Regions from separate parts of the Rattus norvegicus genome. Here region 2 is linked to region 1. A link is a contact called in public Hi-C data. All regions are on one chromosome and are shown on one strand. The core of a region is the stretch at or near the end of the contact, and the rest is flanking DNA. Distances in the headings are between cores, read along the strand shown.

The links. Hi-C and Micro-C count contacts between places; a contact is called where the count stands out from the background.
Region 2: a contact with region 1 is called in a Hi-C map of hepatocytes, with 1.8 times the contacts expected there. The contact joins the promoter of Cbr3 here to the promoter of Chaf1b in region 1.

What each region holds. Positions count from the first base shown.
Region 1 is chr11:46,668,822-46,672,244 of GRCr8, forward strand. It overlaps Chaf1b (chromatin assembly factor 1 subunit B), which reads left to right and starts at 1,829. Exons shown (of 14, transcript NM_001024741.1): 1 at 1,829-1,880; 2 at 2,320-2,508; 3 at 3,082-3,214. The coding sequence starts at 2,383.
Region 2 is chr11:46,476,774-46,480,196 of GRCr8, forward strand. It overlaps Cbr3 (carbonyl reductase 3), which reads left to right and starts at 1,522. Exons shown (of 3, transcript NM_001107110.1): 1 at 1,522-1,921. The coding sequence starts at 1,633.

The DNA.
Region 1 (3,423 bases), core at 579-3,078:
CAAGTGTATTTGCAGAACTGGCAGCTGACAAACCACTTTTCCATGAAGACTGAAAACTTGATGAACTCTCGGGCTTCTCAGATAAGCTAAGGCTCCTGATAAGGAAGTGGAATCTTTACACAACTCTAAGAATAAATAATTCCTCAAGTGCAAACCCGGAAGCCGTATCCCCTGCTATTAATGCAGATGGAAATGACTTGGACTTACTGATGCTGCTAAATGAATTCTTAGACAAAATGGCACTGAGAATCACTTTGGTGATTTGGTAATTACGTTAAGATGATGTAGCTTGGGGCCAGAGAGATGGCTCAGTGGTTAAAAGCACTGACTGCTCTTCCAGAGGCCCTGAGTTCAATTCCCAGCAACCACACGGTGGCTCACAACCATCTGTAACGGGGTCTGATGCCCTCTTCTGCTGTGTCTGAAGACAGCTACAGTGTACCCACATACATGAAATAAATAAATCTAAAAATACTAACTATAATTAACCTCAGAAAATTTGCATTTTAAGGAAATAGGGTTTTGTTTGTTTGTTTGTTTTGAGACTGGGTCTCTTGTATACCAACCCATCTCTCTGGCCCCTATAATTAATTTTTTAGAAAATTGTATGTGTCTGAGTTTTGCTTATAAGTATGTATGTATGTATGTATGTATGTATGTATGTATGTATGCATGCCATATCTGTGTTGGAGGTCAGAAAAGGGTGTTGGGCACCTGGAACTGGAATAGTCATGAGCCACCATGTTGGTGCTGGAAACTGAACTCAGGCCCTTGACCAAAGCAGTAGGTGCTCTCATTGCTGAGTCCTCTCTAGTTCTTGAGATCAATCAGTTCTTTATAAAAACTTAACTTTCATATGCTGGCCTGTAAGAAGTCAAAACTATAAGAGACAAGGATTTTAAAAACACGTGAATTATTGAGAAGGGTCATGGAGGATGAATTAACCATTACATAATTGGAATAGGAGTTACTTGGTTTCCTACACATTCGTCACGTAGCCTAGGCTGATCTCAAACTTGCTGTGCAGTTAAGGATGACCTTGAACTCCTGACCCTCTTCCTGCTTCCACCTCCAGAGTGTTGGGATTACTATATAACCATTCTAGGCTTCCTTCACATCCCCAAGAGAGGGCAAAAGACACTTCCTATTTTATTGACATTTTGAAACTCCAGAGGCCATTTTGGGATATTTGGTGGGAAGGGACAGCTCTCAAATATTCACTGCATGGGTGACTGTTAATTGGTAAAATTGGATGAGTCCCAAAGTTTCCCATCTGTTCTTTAAGAAATGTTATATATTTCGTTTTTGTTTAGTCTTAAGTAGTAGGCCTCTATATAGCTGAGGATAACTTTGTGCTTAGGGTCCTCCTGAGTGCTGAGATCACCAGCAGGGGCTGGTGACAGAACCAGCCGCTGTTTGCCTGCGCGCTATCAGCCGGCTGCGCCTCTAGCCCGGCTTTTCTTTCTACATTCAGGGCGGGCAGATCTGTCGGCTGAGCACGTGGCACTGACGCGTGGTAGGTAGGACATCCTACAACTCGGGTTAGCACGTCAACGCTGGACCAGCCTGGGCTCTGCGGAGGCGCGGGGATAGGATTCCCGGTCCCACCTAGCAGGAGCTACAGGACAGCCCCGCCCACGGGAAAGAAAGAAGTCCAGAGCCCCGCCCACCGGAAGTCACGGTGCAGCGAGAGTGCCGCCCACAGAGGGGAGGGATACCCTGGAATCCCCCAGCAAGAAAGTCTGTCTTGTGACAGCCCGCCCACGAGGGGGCGTGGCCTCCTGGAACCACGCCTTCTGGGAGGCGTGATCGGAGGCGTGGCCTGCGGCGCGCGGGAAGCTGCGGGCAGTGGCGGCTCTGAGTGGACCGAGTCCTAGCAGGTAGGTTCCTTGTTGATACCGGGTTTCTGAGCCTCTGGCCTGGGTCGGGCTGCAGCTGCTCGTTGGGGCCGCCGGTCCTGATCTCGGCGCGAGCGCAGGTGGAAGCCAGTTCGTCCCAGGCAGCACTTTTCACCGGGACCCAGACTCCCGCGCCTCCCGCCAGGCCGGGCTGCGCCGCCTCAACCCGCGCCCCTTCCTGCGAGTCCCCCTCCGCTGCCGCTCGCTGGGATGACCGCCCATACCCCAGTACCGGTCCCTGGGACCCCCACCTCGGCGCGATGCTCTATGCTGCCCGGCCTCGCCTCCATCTGGGGTCTTTGGTTTCTTTCTCTTCCGGAACGGTACACTGGTGGAAGTCTCTGCCTGTGCGAGCGTTTTAGCTGAAGATTGCAGATGTCTGCGCTTCTCGCTGTTTACCGGCTCGCCCTTGCTGTTCCAGGGTCGCTGTTGAACTCTTTGCTAACATTCCCAGCCTCCCTTTGCCTGGCGGAGACTCTGGAGGATGAAAGTGATCACGTGTGAAATCGCCTGGCACAACAAGGAGCCAGTGTACAGCCTTGACTTCCAGCATGCGGCAGCCTGTAGGATCCAAAGGCTGGCGTCCGCGGGGGTGGACACCGCCGTTAGGGTAAATGGACAGGCGGGAGGATACCGGGAGTGGAGCGCAAGTTTTCATTCCTTTGTTTAAAACTCAAGCAGCAACTCAAGTCGGTGTGCCACCTAGTCCAGTGTGCTAAATTCTCAGGCCTGACGTTAGCAAGGAATGCTGGGGAGATTAGCTTTCTTAATTAACATTGGCTACATTGTTACAATGTACAGTATTTTAGAATACTAAACTAGGAAGAACTCTCTGGTAGCCGACATGTACCCCCAGTACCCGTAAGGTACAGATGGAGGGTCCGAAGTTTGAGATTCTCAATAGTAGTGGAGTTTGAGGCTAACCTGGGCTAGGTGAGACCTTGTCTCAAAATAGTAATATTGATAGTAATAGTTCCTGTGCTTTGCCCATTTGCTCTAGAAAGAACTGGAAGGAGGGGGTAGCAGGTACTGGCGCCGATGGTTTGAATTTTTGCTAATACTTCGATTTACAAAGTTTCAAAAAGGAAATTGCATTTTCTACCAGAAAATAAGTAGTTGTCTCCTGGGAGGGAGACAGGAGGTAGCTAGTGTGTTTCTGCAATGTCTGCTTTGCTGCCCACAGATCTGGAAGGTGGAGAAGGGGCCAGATGGAAAAGCCATTGTGGAATTCCTCTCCAACCTTGCTCGGCACACCAAAGCTGTCAATGTTGTACGCTTTTCTCCAACTGGGGAGATTTTAGCATCTGGAGGAGACGGTAAGTATTGTACTTAATAATCCTTAAACCGGACACTTAGGCATAATAGTGACATTTGAGCTGGGTGGGAGGGGGTTGTGTGACATGGTCCAGTGATCACAGCAGCATGTTGGAGGCTGAGACAGGAGGACTGAGAATTTAAGGCCAGCTCTGGCTAAACGGTAATGTTCTTTTCACAGAAAGAAAATCAGACAGTGAGATCTGAGCTG
Region 2 (3,423 bases), core at 272-2,771, 190 kb before region 1:
GTGGTGTCCTAGTCACATGTGCATAAGACAGATGGTCACACTGTGTGTGCATGTGTGTGTGCGCATGTGTATGTGTGTGTATGTGTGTTTATGTGTGTGTGTTTGTGTGTGTGTATGTGTGTGCATGTGTGTGCATGTGTGTATGTGTGTGTATGTGTGTGTATGTGTGTTTATGTGTGTGTGTTTATGTGTATTTGTGTGTGTGTGGATGTGTGTGTGCATGTGTGTGCGTGTGTGTTTATATGTGTGTATGTGTGTATATGTGTGTGTGTGTGTGTGTGTGTGGTGCAGGGCTGGAGGCATGTACCCGTGTGTGCAGAGGCCAGACATTGACAAATGTCTTCCTCCATTCATCTCTTCCTGATTCTTTGAGGCAGAATCTCTCACTTGAACTCAGACCTTGACAACTTGGCTAACCAACTTGCCTGGGCAATCCTGCTTCTGGGATTACACACCAGCTGCCCTGCCTGACATTGTGTGGATCTTGGGGATTTGAATTCTAGTCCTTGTGACCTTTACCCGCTGAGCAGCAGCCTTGGCTCATTCACTTTCTCCCTTTTACTCAGTCCAGCATCCCAGCTCCGGAACCGTGCTTAGCTTAGGGTGGGTCTCATACCCTGTCAGCCTGAGAAACTCCCTCACAGACTGACAGACAGAGAGGTCCATCTCCTAGGTGGTTAGATCCTCTCAAGTTAACCATCACAGGCATGCCAGGCCCCCACAGAGCCTAGCATCTTCCAGACCTCAGGCGGGGTTAATTGAAACAGAAGGTGGAGTCAACAAACAAGAGGCGAAGGCAGTTTGACCGGATTTGCTTGGGAAACGCTGAATCACTGTGAGGATTTAATTGGCCTTAAACCTCAGAATCACTAGCCAAGTAGGATCAACACAGACTGGATTCCACTCAAGAAGGGAGGAGGTCTGACTGCATGCCCACATTTAGACGCGTCTGGAATTGTGTTCGTAGGTTCAGAATCTCCTTGGAAGACAATTCACATAGACCTAGACCAATACAGATCTATCTGCATGCCCATGTACACTTAGAATAAACCAAAGACCAAAGACGGGCACGGAGGGCTCCTGTACTACATGAGCCTTCTCTCCCACGTGGGGGCGCACCGAGACCTCCAGACGCGCAGAGCTCGCCCACACCTGTTCAGTCTACTCCCAGGCACTGTTCCCTCAAGTCCCTCAGCAAGCAGCGAGTGTGAATGTTAAGTAATCTCAGTGCTAGTTCGGTAGAAGCAAACGTTTGCATTTGCATAGAACGACGGGCTCTCGCCCAAGAAAATTACGGATCACTTATTTTCCTCCTTTTGAGGTTTCCCCAAAATAGTTGCTTCAATCCGACAGCCACGAGTCCCACTGACCCCTTCCTTTGGGAGCAGCGCTTGTCCCTGCCCAAGGCTTAAATCTGAACCAGGATCTCTACCCCGGCGGGCAGGCGGGAGGAGGCGGACCCTTCAGGAACGAGGGCTCCTCCTTGGAGGGGAGGGACCGACTTCTCAGGCCTTGTTCTCTAGCAGTCGCAGCGCCCAGTTCCAGAATCAAGTCCTACGCCAGGGTTCTGACCACGGCGTGACCCGCTGCCCAGCCGGTCTGACAGTCCGGTGGTCCGTGTGTCCCTCTGACATGTCGTCCTGCAGCCGCGTGGCCCTGGTGACTGGGGCTAACAAAGGCATCGGCTTCGCGATCACGCGTGACCTGTGTCGGAAATTCTCGGGGGACGTGGTGCTCACGGCGCGGGACGAGGCGCGGGGCCGCGCAGCGGTGAAGCAGCTGCAGGCGGAGGGCCTGAGCCCACGCTTCCACCAGCTGGACATCGACAACCCGCAGAGCATCCGCGCGCTGCGCGACTTTCTGCGCAAGGAGTACGGAGGACTTAACGTGCTGGTCAACAATGCGGGCATCGCCTTTAGAAGTAGGTGTGGGGCTCCAGGAGGAGGTGTCCGGGGTTCTCCGAGGGTGCAGGGCAGCGAGCCTCCGCGATCCGGAGGCTGCGCCATCCCGCCTGGGTGCGTCCGGCTCCCGCCCTGCGAGGCGTGTTCCCGCGTGCGGTGGGTGACTCGGGTGAGGGCACGCCCAGGCGTCCCACTCCACGCCCCACCCGGCCGGCGGCCTGTGCCGGCCTGTGCTCTGCCGGAGGCCCTCCTTGGAACTTTCAGCTGTGCCTGTTTGCAAGAAAACCAGCCTCCTGGGAGGGGACCACGCCTTGCCAAACTCATCAGCTTTCTGTCCCACGCACGAAAGCTTTTCTCAGAGAAGGGTCTTCCAAAAAAAAAAAAAAAAACCGGTTGGAGCTTTAGCTTTGCGTGAAACAAGGGCGCATTCATAGATCCCAGGAGACATCTGTTGAGGACAGGAAACGGGTCTCCCGGACACAATTAGCGCGCGCTGGCACGGGATAGTGAGTGGGTTTCCTACAGGCTTTAATGGAGTGTTTTGGGAGGCTCTAGCAAAAAGGAAGCGAGCCCTGCTTCCCCCCTCCTAGGGGAAACTAGGTTTGTTATTAAACTTAAAGCGGTTTGAAATCATCTCCCTTTAGGGGGGAAAAAAAATCAAGATCGCTTACTCCAACAAACGTTCAATTAGCAAAATTACCCAGTTGTCAGGTACTGGAACAGAAACAAACAGTTCTGCTTCACTTATAATGCTTAGAGAGCCAGGAGACCGACAAGGGGAGGAGACTACTGTGGAGCAGAAATCTATCAGGTTGGCCCTGGACAGGCATAGGCGCCTTGCATGAGACCCAAATCACCCTTCCACCCGCATTTCCAAACTCTCGCATTTCCAAACTCGGCCTGTGGGCTTCCGGGAAGGGGAGGGGTGAGTTCACCACCCCAGCCACTCTCAGCCTCGGATGGAAGATTTGGTGAATTACAGCCTTGGAAGTCCCTGCTTTTTTTTTTTTTTTTTTTTTTGGTTCTTTTTTTCGGAGCTGGGGACCGAACCCAGGGCCTTGCGCTTCCTAGGTAAGTGCTCTACCACTGAGCTAAATCCCCAGCCCCGGAAGTCCCTGCTTCTTAAGTGTGTGCCATGTGTATGCGAACTTCAGCAGCAGCTGCGCCCCTCACCACACACATACACACACACACACACACACACACACGCACGCACGCACGCACGCGCGCGCGCTGAGTTCTTACACCTGCCGCACCAGAGCCTGCATCTTTACCCAACCTCCAGGAACCGCCTACTTGAATTCAAGCTTGAGATGGGAAGATCAAAACTGGGTGTTCTTGAGATGCGGCATGAGCGGGGCTGATGAGAAACTTGGGATGCGGACCAGAAAGTTCTTTCCTTATGCTCACAGAGCTTTAGAAAAATCAAGTTCTAGTTTAAAGGTGTGTGTGTGTGTGTGTGTGTGTGTGTGTGTGTGTGTGTGTGTGTGGTTTACAGATGTGTGTATCACCAAGCTCACCC